5 separate regions of the Sus scrofa genome follow, and all the other regions are linked to region 1. The links are chromatin contacts, called in public HiChIP or PLAC-seq maps. All regions are on one chromosome and are shown on one strand. The core of a region is the stretch at or near the end of the contact, and the rest is flanking DNA. Distances in the headings are between cores, read along the strand shown. Region 1 has its middle 8.0 kb from the start of SIX1. Region 2 holds the start of TRMT5 (tRNA (guanine(37)-N1)-methyltransferase). Region 3 overlaps SLC38A6 (solute carrier family 38 member 6). Region 4 has its middle 110 kb from the start of SLC38A6. Region 5 has its middle 69 kb from the start of TMEM30B.

What was found. HiChIP or PLAC-seq counts read pairs in DNA pulled down with a chosen protein or histone mark.
Region 2: an H3K27ac HiChIP or PLAC-seq map of skeletal muscle shows a contact between it and region 1. The contact joins the promoter of TRMT5 here to the enhancer-like site in region 1. A contact is called at or near these places in 5 of 47 Hi-C or Micro-C datasets (embryonic fibroblasts, fibroblasts, psoas muscle and 1 more) and 2 of 2 datasets of contacts at active chromatin or transcription factors (alveolar macrophages and skeletal muscle).
Region 3: an H3K27ac HiChIP or PLAC-seq map of skeletal muscle shows a contact between it and region 1. The contact joins two enhancer-like sites. A contact is called at or near these places in 6 of 47 Hi-C or Micro-C datasets (embryonic fibroblasts, epiblast stem cells, fetal heart ventricle and 3 more) and 1 of 2 datasets of contacts at active chromatin or transcription factors (skeletal muscle).
Region 4: an H3K27ac HiChIP or PLAC-seq map of skeletal muscle shows a contact between it and region 1. The contact joins two enhancer-like sites. A contact is called at or near these places in 3 of 47 Hi-C or Micro-C datasets (psoas muscle and skeletal muscle) and 1 of 2 datasets of contacts at active chromatin or transcription factors (skeletal muscle).
Region 5: an H3K27ac HiChIP or PLAC-seq map of skeletal muscle shows a contact between it and region 1. The contact joins two enhancer-like sites. A contact is called at or near these places in 2 of 47 Hi-C or Micro-C datasets (embryonic fibroblasts and fetal skeletal muscle) and 1 of 2 datasets of contacts at active chromatin or transcription factors (skeletal muscle).

What each region holds. Positions count from the first base shown.
Region 1 is chr1:189,631,215-189,634,091 of Sscrofa11.1, reverse strand. No RefSeq gene overlaps it. Among named protein-coding and RNA genes, the nearest start is that of SIX1, 8.0 kb to the right of the region's middle. Within about 2 kb of position 1,606, at least 38 of the 83 cell types and tissues checked have an H3K27ac peak or open chromatin away from gene starts, as enhancers often do. A contact at or near this core is called in fetal skeletal muscle and skeletal muscle, where this site is marked.
Region 2 is chr1:189,922,024-189,924,758 of Sscrofa11.1, reverse strand. TRMT5 (tRNA (guanine(37)-N1)-methyltransferase) reads left to right here and starts at 1,451. Exons shown (of 5, transcript XM_003121846.4): 1 at 1,451-1,569; 2 at 2,720-2,735. The coding sequence starts at 1,565. SLC38A6 (solute carrier family 38 member 6) reads right to left here and starts at 1,374. Exons shown (of 16, transcript NM_001267849.1): 1 at 1,218-1,374; 2 at 1-113. The coding sequence starts at 1,322.
Region 3 is chr1:189,951,010-189,953,709 of Sscrofa11.1, reverse strand. The region is part of intron 5 of SLC38A6 (solute carrier family 38 member 6); the gene reads right to left. Among named protein-coding and RNA genes, the nearest start is that of SLC38A6, 29 kb to the right of the region's middle. Within about 2 kb of position 1,404, at least 9 of the 83 cell types and tissues checked have an H3K27ac peak or open chromatin away from gene starts, as enhancers often do. A contact at or near this core is called in fetal skeletal muscle and skeletal muscle, where this site is marked.
Region 4 is chr1:190,034,074-190,036,773 of Sscrofa11.1, reverse strand. No RefSeq gene overlaps it. Among named protein-coding and RNA genes, the nearest start is that of SLC38A6, 110 kb to the right of the region's middle. Within about 2 kb of position 1,298, at least 8 of the 83 cell types and tissues checked have an H3K27ac peak or open chromatin away from gene starts, as enhancers often do. A contact at or near this core is called in skeletal muscle, where this site is marked.
Region 5 is chr1:190,101,363-190,104,062 of Sscrofa11.1, reverse strand. No RefSeq gene overlaps it. Among named protein-coding and RNA genes, the nearest start is that of TMEM30B, 69 kb to the left of the region's middle. Within about 2 kb of position 1,357, at least 3 of the 83 cell types and tissues checked have an H3K27ac peak or open chromatin away from gene starts, as enhancers often do. A contact at or near this core is called in fetal skeletal muscle and skeletal muscle, where this site is marked.

The sequences.
Region 1 (2,877 bases), core at 357-2,856:
GTGAAGTAAGGCTCCTCCCTCCCCCCACCCCTTGATTTCAAGAGAACTGCATTTAATACACAGCCTCAAAACACTTTTATTACCGGTCGATTTGCTTATAGCCACAGCCAAATGGCAGGATGTACAATCACATACAGAAGAAAATATTTATTTTGACTCACAGGCAAAGGGATTAAGAGAACATTGTATTAACCTTGCCTTTCATCTAGGTTTTAAAGGGAAGTTCTCCAGAGGCGTCCATTGAAGCTCTATTTTTTTTTAATAAAGAATATCAAAGACTTTTAGGAGACCAGGTGTGTGTTTATCTGAGGGGAGTAGAGAAAGGGAAGAAACTATATGGGGGGCGGGGAGGCCGCTTTCACAAGCTGCTTCAGAGACTGCAAAAAATGTATGTGCAGGAATCTGTTAACAGGCATTCCTACCAGCCGGCTACTCCCCCTCCCCCTGCTGCTTGGAAACAAAATAGCTTCTTTCCAAGCAGGTTGTTATCATATTCATGGCATGGTCAATTTCCGTTTGCCAAGAAAATATTTAGGCTGATCAAAGAAATTAGAAAATCGGATGAATAGAAACAGACGTTCCCACAAGAGAAGCGTTTCTCAATGTGAAGAGGCAGGCAGATTGCAGCCCACCCAGTTACTCCTAGGAAATAGCTCTCTTGCTACAGGGCCACCTGGATTCTGCTGGAAGAGCCCTGGAAGATTCTCGGCTCCCCAGGAAATCCACATGGGGACTGGAGCTTGGGACTCTCTGGTGGCGGACTTGTGAAGAGATGATCGGTTCTAGTATCTATGAATAAACCTGGAGGGCCTTTAATTACGTCCATTAATACGGCATTTCAATACATGAGTTTGAGATCCTTTTGTTTTGCTTTGCCTGGCTTATTATGAGTATATAAAGACAAGAATACATTGTCCTTGGTAGTTGATAGAGGAGTTTCTCCTGAATTAATATAAATTCAAATTTTAGATTTGTGAGTTTGGGTGGGGAATAGTTGATAGTAATCTCAGAACCTCTGGCCTTCGAGTGCACACCCCGGCCAATCGGTGACAGTAAATAAGAGGGTCTTCTGTCCCTTCCTTGTTTCTGCTCAAGGCGCAACCAAACCAGGTGAGGCGCTTACATGCGAAGGATTGGTTGGCGTCGCGGTTTCCTTGCAAGACAGTCGAAACCGAAAAGTGCGCTCCGCTCCGGCAAAAGAGATCCGGATTCTCCCCCACCCCTTGCTCGCCTTGAGCAAACTGGAGCACCTCAATCGCCAGCCAAGCGTTGCAGACCTTACCCTTGGCCTCCAGTTTTCCGAAGGAGAAAGCGAGGGAGGGAGGCCAAGAAGGAAGGCAACTGTGGGGGCCGCTTTAGGGCCAAAGACTCCTTTCCTGCGAGTCTAGACAACGCGGCTCTAGCCAGGCCACAGCAGGAGAAGCGGTTGCTGGTCCGTGAGCTGAAAATCCGCTCTGCCACCCTCGCCCCTCCCCGCCGCGCGTCCCTCGCCCCCGGGGCTCGGCCGAGCATTTTCCTTTCGTGTGTGTGCGTGTCCTTGTGCATGTGCGTGTGTGTGTTTCGGTTCCTCCCGGCTAGGCCAGGGATCTTTTGCCAGGAAGACAGCGCCCTCTCTCTCCTCCCGCAGTGCCCGCCGCCAGCCTGCGCCCCCTCCCAGCTCCGCTGACCTCTCCGCGCCTCCTTCTCGCCCCCGCCCTCCCCGGCCCTGTCCCTTCCTTCCTTACGCCCCTACGCCTCTAGGCCCCCAGAACCACCCCGAGAACGATCGAGAGAGATGCAGGGACCGAAGCCTCGTGACCGAGTCAATGGGCCGACCGGGCCGGAACGCCAGACCTCTGGCAGCCTGACTGGGCGGAGCCGTCCCCGGCGCAGACGCGGCGCCCAAGAGCTCCAGCTCGGCCCGGGGAGGGGTTCCTGGCGCCGGCAGCCGGGAGGGGGTTAGCCCTGCTCCCCCAGCCTGGGCACAGACGGCCTGCGGGCGGGGCCGCGAGGACTCGGCGCGGCGAGCTCTTCTCGGCGCCGGCGCGCACCTGGCAGAGAAGCTTACCCGGGACCCCTGAATGGGCCGGCGAAATGTGGATGCGGGCCTGCACGCTGGGTGATGGGTGGGCGCAGGGGGCGGGAGGGTGTGCTGGTGAACTTGAGTAGAGATGAAGGAAAGTCCCTATAGCCTGATTCCGAGACCTGAAAGCTCCCTTTGCGGCCCATTGGCTGCCTAGAAGCCTTAATCTGCTGGCTTCCAGGAGAGCAGCGCCAAGTACAGCAATGGTGCTGGAAACGCTGTTTGCAAAATCTAAGCCCTGTGGGGTTGGCGAAATGCGCAGAGGGGCATGCTTTGAGTGGGCACCTTGCAAGTACCCCCCTCACACACACGCACGCACACACACCCCGTATTTCATGCCCCACAGCCCAGAGAACTAGTGCTTCAGACAAATATCGCTCGGCCCATTCGATAGCAGAGGCAGTCAAGCTTCCAGCTGCGAAATTCTGGCTCCTTTAGAACCCCCCAAAAATGTACTCGTGTGGACATGCAAAAACACTTTCCACCATGGCGTGGATTTGTACCGACAGAGGTACAGGCCTGAAGTTCTCCCTTTCCGCTCCCAACCGTTCCCGGCGCCTGGGAGCCACAGAGGGAGTTCGCCTCAAGCTCACCCGGCTGCAGAGTGCCGGCGGCTCCCAGAAATGCACTAATTGAGTCACAAACCACCGGCCGCCCCTAACAAAACGATCTACCTCGGCAGCTCAGCGCCCAATTTGTCCACAGCACTTTCTTCCGCAATTCAGAAGCATTATCTTGTTTTTAAAAGTATCGCGGCAGAAACGTGGCAATTATCCTAGGCTCGGGTTACGCTAAATGGCTTTAGGCTGAGAAAT
Region 2 (2,735 bases), core at 202-2,701, 290 kb before region 1:
GTGTGAGCCATAACATAAGCTAAGCCAAGGATGCCACTTCCCATGATGGCATTCATCAAATTAAACACTGAGAAACCAAATGAAACACCTGGGGATCCCTGTCTGTGAAGTTCCTGTAAGCACACAAATTTAATAGAGTCAAATGTTTGAATGGTGAGGTTCAAATTTCATCAAGAAATGACAGACAATGGAGGATATCTGCAAACCAGACACATGATGTGACATACCAGGGGCTCAACCAGCAACCCAGCACTGGTTTCCTTTCCTTCCCTCCTCACCTCCCCTTAGTGCAGCACCAGGAATTTGGTTTCCTAGGAAAATCAACTCCAAGCACAGAAACCAGGTCGGCTTCTGAAAAGTCATGACTAACCTTGTGACTGCAAAAGATGAAGATAGGGTAAAATGGGGGTGGGGACAGAGAGCAGGAACATGGCCCCAAGCTCACATGATTACTGAAGAATCCCTGAATCAGCATGGGGTTACTGTAGACTTCTGCTGCTCCTCAATGACTAGGACAGCAAAATTAATCTCTATTTATATACTTAATGAATTAAGTCTGCCCAACGGGAAGGATGGTCAGGAACACCTGACAATGATGATACAGTAAATAGCGATTCACGTTGCTCTGGCGAGGACACTATGGAATACTAAACAGTATGGAATACTAAAACAGTATTTGGGAACAAAGTCCTAGAAACTGACTTAAGTTAAAAGTTGAGTGCACAGGCTTTAGGGTCAAGGGAAGTACTATGTACCTACTATCAGGCCACCTCTACTCCTTCACCATTAAGGATCTCTGCATTAAGTTATTTACAGGTCCCCAGTGACTAAGCTGGGAAAAGAAAAATCTTGTGACTCTTGCACAAAGCTCAAACGACTGGTGAAGGAAACGAGAAGCCGAGAAACCAACAAAGATGCTAAAAAACAGCAGGGAGTTACATAATCCTGGGGCTACTCCTTTAAGTGGGGTCACCAGCCTCCAACTCGCCGCTGCACCTCTTCACCTGAGCCTGCACCTCTACTTCAGCTGTTCTTTCTAGCACAGGTTAGGCTCCTATGACACTCATTAAGTCCGCCAGATCTCGGAATCTCGGCTGCTGCCTTTGGGCCCCATGCCCTAAGCCTCTTCCTCCTCCCTTCGCCTTCCCCTTTCTTTTCTCCGTCGTATTTGGCAGGAACATCAGAAAAGTGCCGGGACTCGAGTTGTGCTAACTTACGTTGCTTAGCAACGGGCTTAACTCTTCCGCCTCTGCTTCTTCTATCTGCTGGGTAGAGACAAACCAGCCCGGCTCCGCACTGATGGTCCCCCACGGCGCCTCCATGCTGCTTGCTGGCCGACGACCCAGTCCATCTACCAGCTACCACCACTGCTCTCCCGGCCAGAGTCGCGCCAGAGGCGGGGCTGCATTCCCGGCCCTTCCGGGTGCCTATACCTCACTAGGGCGGGGAAGGAAGAAGGTAATCGACGCGATCTGATGACGCTCGCCCTTCGGCGACGAACATTGATGTTGTCATCGAGGGCCCGCCTCTCCGTCGGCGACCCATTTCCGAGCCGCAGCAGAGCATGAGGTGAGGGGTTGGTCTGGGAGGCAGCTGCTGAGCGACGCCGGTAAATGGGATGGTGACGTTGATGAGATGGTGGCCGCTACACCTTTGATATTTCGAAGGGGCTGAGGGCGTGTTGTCGGTACCGGTCAGCTCAGGGCGGCTTTCCGCTTTGCGCTGCCTAGGCGAGGTCACCCACCGCCCGGGTGCCCTGCCAAGCCTAGGTCTGAGTACAGTACCAGGGAGTGTGGAGTCTCTTTCATCTTTTCAAAAGCTTTCTGATAGAACTTTAGCCATATTTTTACACATGTAAAGCCGAGACTCACATCAAGTAATTTACCCAAAGTAAATTACACATCTGTTTACCTGCTAGACCCAATTTGAACCCTGGCTATAAATTTTGACAGTTGCTTTATAGGGTTACCAGACGGGACCCTTTCCTTTTACAGTTACTTCTTCGGTAACAAAATGAATAACTGATACTGTTAATGGAATATGAGTATAACACTTAACAGGCCTCATCCTCAAAATACTGAAACCTCTAGTTATGGGCAGGAGTTGTGGCAGTAAAACTTCGAAGACAACATAGAAGTATATTAAGAATACCAGGCCCTGGAATTTAATCCTTGCTCAGCCACTTGGCAGGAACGGGAATTTGGGCCAATTAACCTACCCTTGAGCTTTAGTTTACTCATTTACAAAATGAGAATGTGATACCACGCACACCTCTCAAGGATTGATAATGTATGTAAAGCACCTGACCTAATAGGAATCCACAAGAATTTCCTTTTAAATATTGCCATTGGTAAGGTCATAAATATTGTGACCATTTCATTTAGTGGTGATTCTTAAACTTCAGCCTTCCAATCCCAAACATGTTCTATAGAAAATTGTGGTTGGGAAGGTCCATTGACTGAACGAAGGGTGATGGATCACAAAGCCCTAGTCCTGGCAACACATGGGTAGAAGGTGCACTTTTATTATTTACCACCATTAAAGGTCATCCTGTCCTGGAAATGATAGTATTCTTCTCACACACCACTAAAAGTTTTAATCATCAGCATTCACCCATTATTTAAAACAATTTAAAATTTTATTCCCCAAACTTATTGTGAACATGTTAAGTTAGTGTGTAGCTTTATGGTATTTGTTTTAAAAAATACTTTTTTTTTAGGATCTTATGGAGGCCA
Region 3 (2,700 bases), core at 155-2,654, 320 kb before region 1:
AAACAAAAACCAACCCCTCTTCCCCCAAACCCTGTACTCTCACAGGCTACTTTACTCAAGATTCCTTAAAAAGAGTTCTCATCATGGCTCAGAAGTTAGAGAACCTGACTAGCATCCATGAGGATACGGTTTCGATCCCTGGCCTCACTCAGTGGGTTAAGGATCCGGTGTTGCTGTCAGCTGTGGTATAGGTCGCAGACTCAGCTCGGATCCTGTGTTGCTGTGGCTGTGGCATAGGCTGGCAGCTACAGTTCGAATTGGACCCCTATCCTGGGAACCTCCATATGCCATGGGTACAGCCCTAAAAGACAAAAACTGAAAGAAAAAAAAAAGACAAAGTTTCACTTGGGGTTTGGGTCTAAGAAACCATTAATTTATAAAAATAATTACCCTTTTTGTTAAACACTTAAAATACACATATGGAGATAAGATTACACAGATCTATTTTTAAAACAGAATGAGGTTTTCAGCACTTGGAAGAAGTGCAGCAACTTCTTAAAGGATTAGTCAGCCAGCTCTAAACAGATGTGCTATAGGAAGAAATAGTAGGTTTGCCTTTCCTTCTAAGAGAGATTCAGTTTTACTAAACACATGCTTTTAGTTATGGATAGTAACTGGTTTATTCTATTCAATGTATCTGCTAATCTGGTGTTCCTACTAAATGTCCAAAGCCACCGAAAGTCTATCCCCACTCAAAATAGTTCACAACACAATCTCTCTCCTTTTTCAAAAGGACTTAAAGAAAAAAAATCTGAAAGGGAGTTCCCATCGTGGCACAGTGGAAACAAATCTGACTAGGAACCATGAGGTTGTGGGTTAGATCCCTGGCCTCATTCAGTGGGTTAAGGATATGGCATCGCTGAGAGCTATGATGTAGGTCACAGACGCAGCTCAGATTCTGCATTCCTGTGGCTGGGGTGTAGGCTGGCAGCTGTAGCTCTGATTGGACTTCTAGCCTGGGAACCTCCACATGCCTTGGTACGGCCCTAAAAAGCAAAAAAAAATTCTGAAAACAATGTCATTTCCCTAATTTATGCACAAATAGAAATTAAAATATATGGAGGGACTCCCTCCACCCCCACAACTCAAGGAAAATACATGTTTGTTTTGTCATTTATCAAGATTTTAAACTTGAATAAAAAATGACCAGAATATTTACCATTCTGAAAATCTTATACACTTCAATAAAATTTTTACTAAGAAATATTTCTCAAAACTTTTTTAAAGTGACAAGTTACCAGCAAATTTTGTCAAAGGAAGTACTTGTGAGAAAGACCCTTCTTCCCAATTTCCTTTATCTCCCCCATTCTAAAACTGCTTTCTAGAATTTCTGGACAATACTATTCAAGGTCTCCAGAAGCTTGCAGATTGACTACAGATGAGCTGACCAGCAGATGGCGTTGTAACAGCACGCCCAACCCGCGTTTCCCAGGAGACAGTACAAACAAGTAATTCTTCAGAATTCACTATCCTACCAAAAATATTTTTTTTCAGAAAGTAAAGCCAAATAGTTTTTAACTTAATATTAAATCACAGTTTTCAAAAATCTGAGCATTTGAAATTTTTATAGTTCTCAGTTGAGAATGATCTTATTTATATACGTTTCTGTTTATAAGATTTAGAAACTGTGATACTTGACCACATAAAAGGAGTGCTGAGTTTCTCTTAAAACTTAGATCTCCAAACTGAGGTGTTAATCAAGACAGCTAGAGTAGGTCTGTGGGAGCTCTGCTAGTCTGGAAAATCTGGGTCATTCTAGCAATTTCAAAAGGTTTCCGTATTTACTAATGTTTAGGGTTTTCCTTTCACAATCGTATAGCAGTGATTCAATCTTTAATCTCCTTTAAAGAACTGGAACATTAAAGAACTAAGGAAAGAACATGCTATCCATAGTGGCCCCTTCATATTTTATAAGAGGAAAAAAAGGATTTAAATACTCCTAGGAGCCACTCACCTTGCATTTTGATTTGGGCAAGATATAAAACCAGAAACAACATCAATTTACTTTTATCGTATACTTCTCAGAGTTAACAGGACTTCTTCTCAGCTTAACTGAAGATGATTTGGGGTTTACTGCTTGATTTCTGGGGATATTTTAGCCAACTGAGTGGTCTATCTCAAGAGTTTAAACACATGTGAAACTAACCACTTACCTTTGTTTTTAGAAAAAGAATCTCAATGCGACACAACTGGAGGAACTATGTGGAAACTACCTGTACTTACTTGCTCTCACAGTTCTTAATCCTTCTACTTGTAGTCCACTAAATTCAAACTCTCAGCCAGAGTTCTCTTCCCTATAACAGCATTAAATATTAAAACTTCCAGATGCTGCTTTTTTGACTTTGTGTCCAAGCAGCAGAGACTGTCAGCAAATGCTCCTCCAGGGCCTGAGGCAGTGGGCAGCTGGGGGCTCTCTCTGACTTGGCCTATTTTGGGCCCCTCATTCATTAGTGCTAAGAGGCAATCAGGAATCGCTTCTAAGTAGTATTTTACTATGTGGCTCTCCATTTTCCAAAGACAACTGTTTCCCTAACTCCAGAGTAAGAGTGTTAAATTTAGTGAGTCACATATTTTTCTATCTAAAGTTTAGAGATTTTTCAAAGACAGTAGATTGTTCTGGTCTATTTGTTAGACCACATTAGTGTCCTATGACTAATACTTGGTGTGTGATTGATACAGGGGAGAAGAAAAAGAGTTTAC
Region 4 (2,700 bases), core at 49-2,548, 400 kb before region 1:
AGAGAAAGACTCTCCATTCGTCCCCCATAGGTATCAAGGACAGACCTGGAGGTAACCTGTGGGGTCCTTTTCTTACAGTTCTGGAATCTTTTCCACACCAATCACAATATCTGCAACCCCACCTCTGAGCAAAGAACAGCAAGAAAGGGAGGCTGAGTGCATGCATCTCAAGTGACTCCAGAAAGATAAAGACACACCTTGATGCCCCGCAGGTAGCATGAAAGACAAAAGGAGGGGCCACCTCTCTTTCTGGCCTGTAGTCCTAACTCAGGCTCCTCTGCAGAATCTTTACATCTTTCATGAAAACCAGTAGGTCTCCCCCGTACCTCTGCTCTGATGACAAGGCAGCCCCTTTTCCTGGGGAGAAAAGCCACCTGGATTATCCCCCCCACACACACCCATGTCTGGCTGCCTCGTCATCTTTTTAATAATCTCATAGGAAAATATATTGTTTTTCATTTGCCTCTTAGTTCCTCCCTCCTCTAGCAATTTCTTCTTTCTCCCTCTGAAACCTTATTTTTGCTGTATGGAACCCTGGGCTATAGATTGCCTTAAAAACATGCACTGTAAAGTAAACACATATGGCTGTATCTCTGAATTGTCCAGATCAGGTCCAGCTGTAGAACTTCACCCTTCCAGCTGTTTCCTTGTGAACAGCCCAACAACTGCAGGATCCTGGCTTAAAAGCTACTGTTACTGGTCAGGAGCTCCACGGACACGGTTCACCTTAGATCACCATGAAGAATCGGAGCAGCCCAGGTCAATGGCCCAGGCCCAGGCCCCTGACAAAGCAGGCAGGGTACTGCTGCAGCCCAGGGGCAGGGTGGGGGGAGGGCAGAGAGTGACCCCAGGCTGCCAGAAGCTACCTGACACCTGTGTCCCCGGGGTGTTTCATAAGCCCCAACAGCTCCATAGTTTTAGGGGAAGCGGGGGCTCCCATTACTGTACCAGCCCGTCACCTTCCCTGGAAAGTAACTCCCACCCCACTTTGAACTTTGTCCCCGGTGAAGGAGGGGAGGTGACTGCATATGTCAAAAAAGGTCCAGTCTGGCCTCAAAGAAAGGGCTGCACTGTCTCCCTCTCACAGAGCCCTCTGCAGTTCCTTTTAATCCGCTTACTCGGTGCTCCCCTCAGGTGGGGGGAGCACAGATCCCTCTGTCAACAGCTCTATCTAGAGCAGCCCCGGGGCCAGCCCAGCCTTCACCCTGGCCCCTCGGCCTGCTCGGCGCTCCCTGACCCCGGGACTCAGCTGTGAGAATCAATCATCTCCTTCCAGAACTCATCATTCAGCAGCTGCGGGGCCTCAGCTATTTTTACTGCCCTGGGAAACCCGTGGCCAAGGACGTGCTGGGCTACCTTTGCAGGAGGTGTTGCTGCAGAAAGAAGCCACGGGTTGTCAGGGCAGCTGAGCCTCTGCCTCAAGGTTAAACCCAAAGTGTCTGCCCTAGAACAGGAGAGCACTTGACCTTCCGCTGTGCTGCAACATGAAGGCTTATGTGGGGGAAGCAGAGGGGACCGGCCCAGGGCTGAGGTAGAAGGGAGGGGGAGGGGAGCGGGGTAGACACATGTGTGCCTGGGCTTCTCCTACCCAACAGGGGTGTCAGAAATCATAACAGCTCAGGCACCTGCGCTGCCCCCGCCAAGAAACACCCTTCAACAACCAACACACACAGGGAGCCTTCTATGCGCTGGCCTGGCTCTGGGCCTGGCAGTTCAGGATCTGCCCTGGAGCTGGCCAGCATCTAGAGAGGCCAAATCTCACAGAGCATCACCAAACCCACAAAGAGAGCTTCCCGGTCAGTCCACCCATCACCCTGTTCTTTGCCAGCCTGAGTTTATAACTCTCTTGGTTCCCAGGGGAGGAACCCACGGGGTGAAGGAGCAGGTGATGCAAAGCATTTTAGATTTGCAAAGGTTCATCCGACACCCTAAACAAGCTCCTTCAGCACAGTCCTCTGAGGTAAGTCAGTATTTTTAGTCTGTTTAAAAATAGTCTGGACGGCCAGCAGCTCGGCTGCCTGTGCACACGTGTGCTTTGCTGAGTGGGAAGAGCAGAACTTACCGAGGAGGTCCTATCAGCCACAGGTGGGACAGGTCTCAGGCTCCCTCTATGTCTCCCATCTCCAGAAAGGAAAGAAGGTGGTCTGGAAAGGAAAGATGAGGTCTGAGGCTCTGCTGTTTGCACCTCTGTGACCTCTTGGGTGGCAGGGAAGCAGAACCATGAAAAACTCTGATGGAGGGATGGGTGATGGGGTGGCTGATGGTCTGGATCCCATTCAGGCTCCAATGAGGTGAGTCCAGATCCAGTTCTCCCTGAGCTGGGGAACAGGCTGGTGTGCCATTGCCTCCCTGGTCTGTTGAGGAGGAGCTGGGAGGCTAAAGGCTCAGATTCAAGGTGGAAAGGGAGATACTCATGGAACGTTATGTCTCTCAGAGCAGGAGGCAGGCGTGAGGGCTGCTTGGGTTACGTGAGACAGTGTGTGACCTCGCCTGGGTGGGGCAGCAGCATGAGGTCCTGAGAGGTTTGTGAACCACCCCAGGGCCCTGGAGTCCAGTCAGGCCCAAGACCTCCCTCCGTGCCCCAGGCTCTCTGTGGCTGTGATCGACCAGGCACTTTACTGCTCTGAAATAGTCTCTCCCACAATCAAAGCCAAATTAGCAAATCATTTAAAGAATAAGTCACTTGACACTTTCATTTAC
Region 5 (2,700 bases), core at 108-2,607, 470 kb before region 1:
CAACAGGGCAGTTGTCTAGTTTTCACTCTCAGCGATCACCTTGACCCTTAACCATACCTCCTGATTTTGAGGACAGACCCTCTCAGTGATTTTGGCAGGTAGACTGGCTCCAATCACCTTTGCAGCCCTCCAGGGAGAATACATAAAGTCTTAACCTTCTCCACCTGTTTCACTCAACAACACCCCACCCCCCGCCCCCATCCACTTTCCATCTTGGGGAAATCTGTTGACTGTTTTCTATCACTGGTGTGCTTCCCACTTTTTTCCATTTGGTGGTATTATATTTGTATTTCCCCATTTATTAGCATGTTACCTGAGAAATCTATGAAAGCTCTCTGTATCTCAGTTTTCTCATTTATCAAATGCAAAAATAAAGTGGAACCTATCTTACTTTGTTATGAGGATTGAAAGAGTTAATACTTTCAAGGCATTGAATTGAATAGCATTCAGTCCATGCTTAGCTCTATAATACAAATCAGCTAGATTTTCATCATCCTCCTCCTCATCATTATTATTTGGAAGAGTCTTGAGAAGAGATAAGAGATCCTGGGAGATAGGATCCCAGGATTACTGCTGCCTGAAGTATTTAGACAATGTACTAAGGGATCTGGTCTGAAATGGAGAAAACCCATGGAACTAGAACACATGAGGTTCATATGTATAGTTTATTCATCTTTAGCTCTGGGTCCCCTGGAGGAGTGCTTCTTAATCTTTAATGTGCATCATACTTACCTGGGAACCTTATCAAAATGTAGGTTCTAATTTAGTAAGTCCAAAGTGAAGTTCATGTCCTGCATTTCTGCCAAGATCCCAGGTGATGCTGATAGTGTTGGCAGTGTATGTGTATATGTTTGTGTGTGCACTAGATGTCAAGATAAAATATAGTTTTGCTCCTGGGTCAGAGTAAAAATATTTGAAAAACATTGCCTAGAGGAAAATCTTCCAACCTCACTCTCAGCTGTCTCCACGAGAGACTCTCCCCCCCTCCGCCCACCCCCTGCCAGTACCAACGTCTGGAATTCTGGTTTGATTTTACTCAGGAAGCAAAAAGGCCCCACACTGCTCCTAATCACTGGGCAGTAAGAGCTGCTCTCAAACCCCAAATCCTGTTACTCGAGGCCACTTCCCCACAGCGTCTGAGATGTAACCTGGGATTATCCACATCTCCCTGCTGCTTTTCCCAGCACTCTGGGGCTTCTGGCTTGGCGCCTCTTCCAGACCACCAGAGACCTGCCATCCCCCACCCTTCCCTGGGGTATCTGGTTTCATCCTTTAGCTACTGGTTTAGGGTTTCTCTTCCTTGGAAGACAGGGACAGCTGAGAATGTGGATCTCATCCTGTCTGGGTTTTCCCCTGACAAGTGGTGGTGGTGGCAGGCTGAGGTGCTTGCAGACCACTCATGATACTATTATCACAGAGAGCAGAGTCAGTGATGAAAAGAACAGGTGCAGTGGACCGGGTTTCACTTCTTGGGCAAGTAGGGACAGCCAGAAGGACAAGCACAGGAATCAAGACTATCACAGATTTTTTAAAAATCAATTACAGGGAGGGATGAATAGGTGGAGCACATGGGATCTTTAAGACAGTGAAACTATTCTGTACGATACTGTAACAGTAGATATATGTCATGGTACATTTGTTGAAACCCACAGAATGTGCAACACAAGAGTGAACCCTCATGTAAACTATGCACTGTAGTTAATAATAATGTGCCAATGTGTTAGCATTGGATCATCCGTTGTAACCAATGTACCACAATAATGCAAGATGTTAGTAATAGGAGAAATTGGGGAGGGATGTGGGGTAGGTATATGGGAACACTCTGTACTTTCCCCTCGACTTTTCCGTAAACCTGAAACTGCTCTACAAAATAAAGTCTATTCCTATGCACACTGAGGTATATGGAACATTTTGCCAACAGGGACCTGCCATATAGCACAGAGAACTCTACCCAATACTCTGTGATAATCTACATGGGAAAAGAATCTAAAAGAGAATGGACGTGTGTACATGTATAACTGAATCACTTTGTGGTACAGCAGAAATGATCACAACATTGCAATCAATTATACTTCAACAAAACTTTTAAAAATGAAAAAAAATAAAGCCTATTAATATTTTTAAAAGTCAGTGGAGATTAAAAACTACCTCACTGGGCTACTGTGATGATTAAAATGGAAAAAAAAATATGAAAGCACTAAAATAGCCATAGTGCCAAAATAAAAAATAAGCAAAAATAAAAAACAAAAGATCAACATCCCATGACATACATAAATACATTACCCCCCTCCCCCGCTCCACACCCTAAAGGTGCCCACGGCCATTGAAGTGGTCTGTATCCTTGCAAACCTTTTCGTATGAATACATGTATTTATTCAATAATGCTTTTGAAACACCTCCCAATATCATGCACCCTTTCAGTGGGATGTTTTCCCTTCCTGCACCCACCCCATCTACTATTAAGGCCAAGCCAAGAGGCTTCTTGTATCTCTGAATCAGAAGGATAAGACACAGACAGAAAGAGGAAGTGGGACCTACTAGCCTTCTCATCTGGAAGGAAAAGGAAAAGGAGAAGAAAAGAGTGCAAGAAATTCAAACAGGAGGGTCCTTGTTTTCTCCCCTCTCTGGGCTGTACCTTGAGATAGGTGGGGGTTTAAAGACTTTCAGATCGATATAAAGGAACCTCAGACCATTTGGACA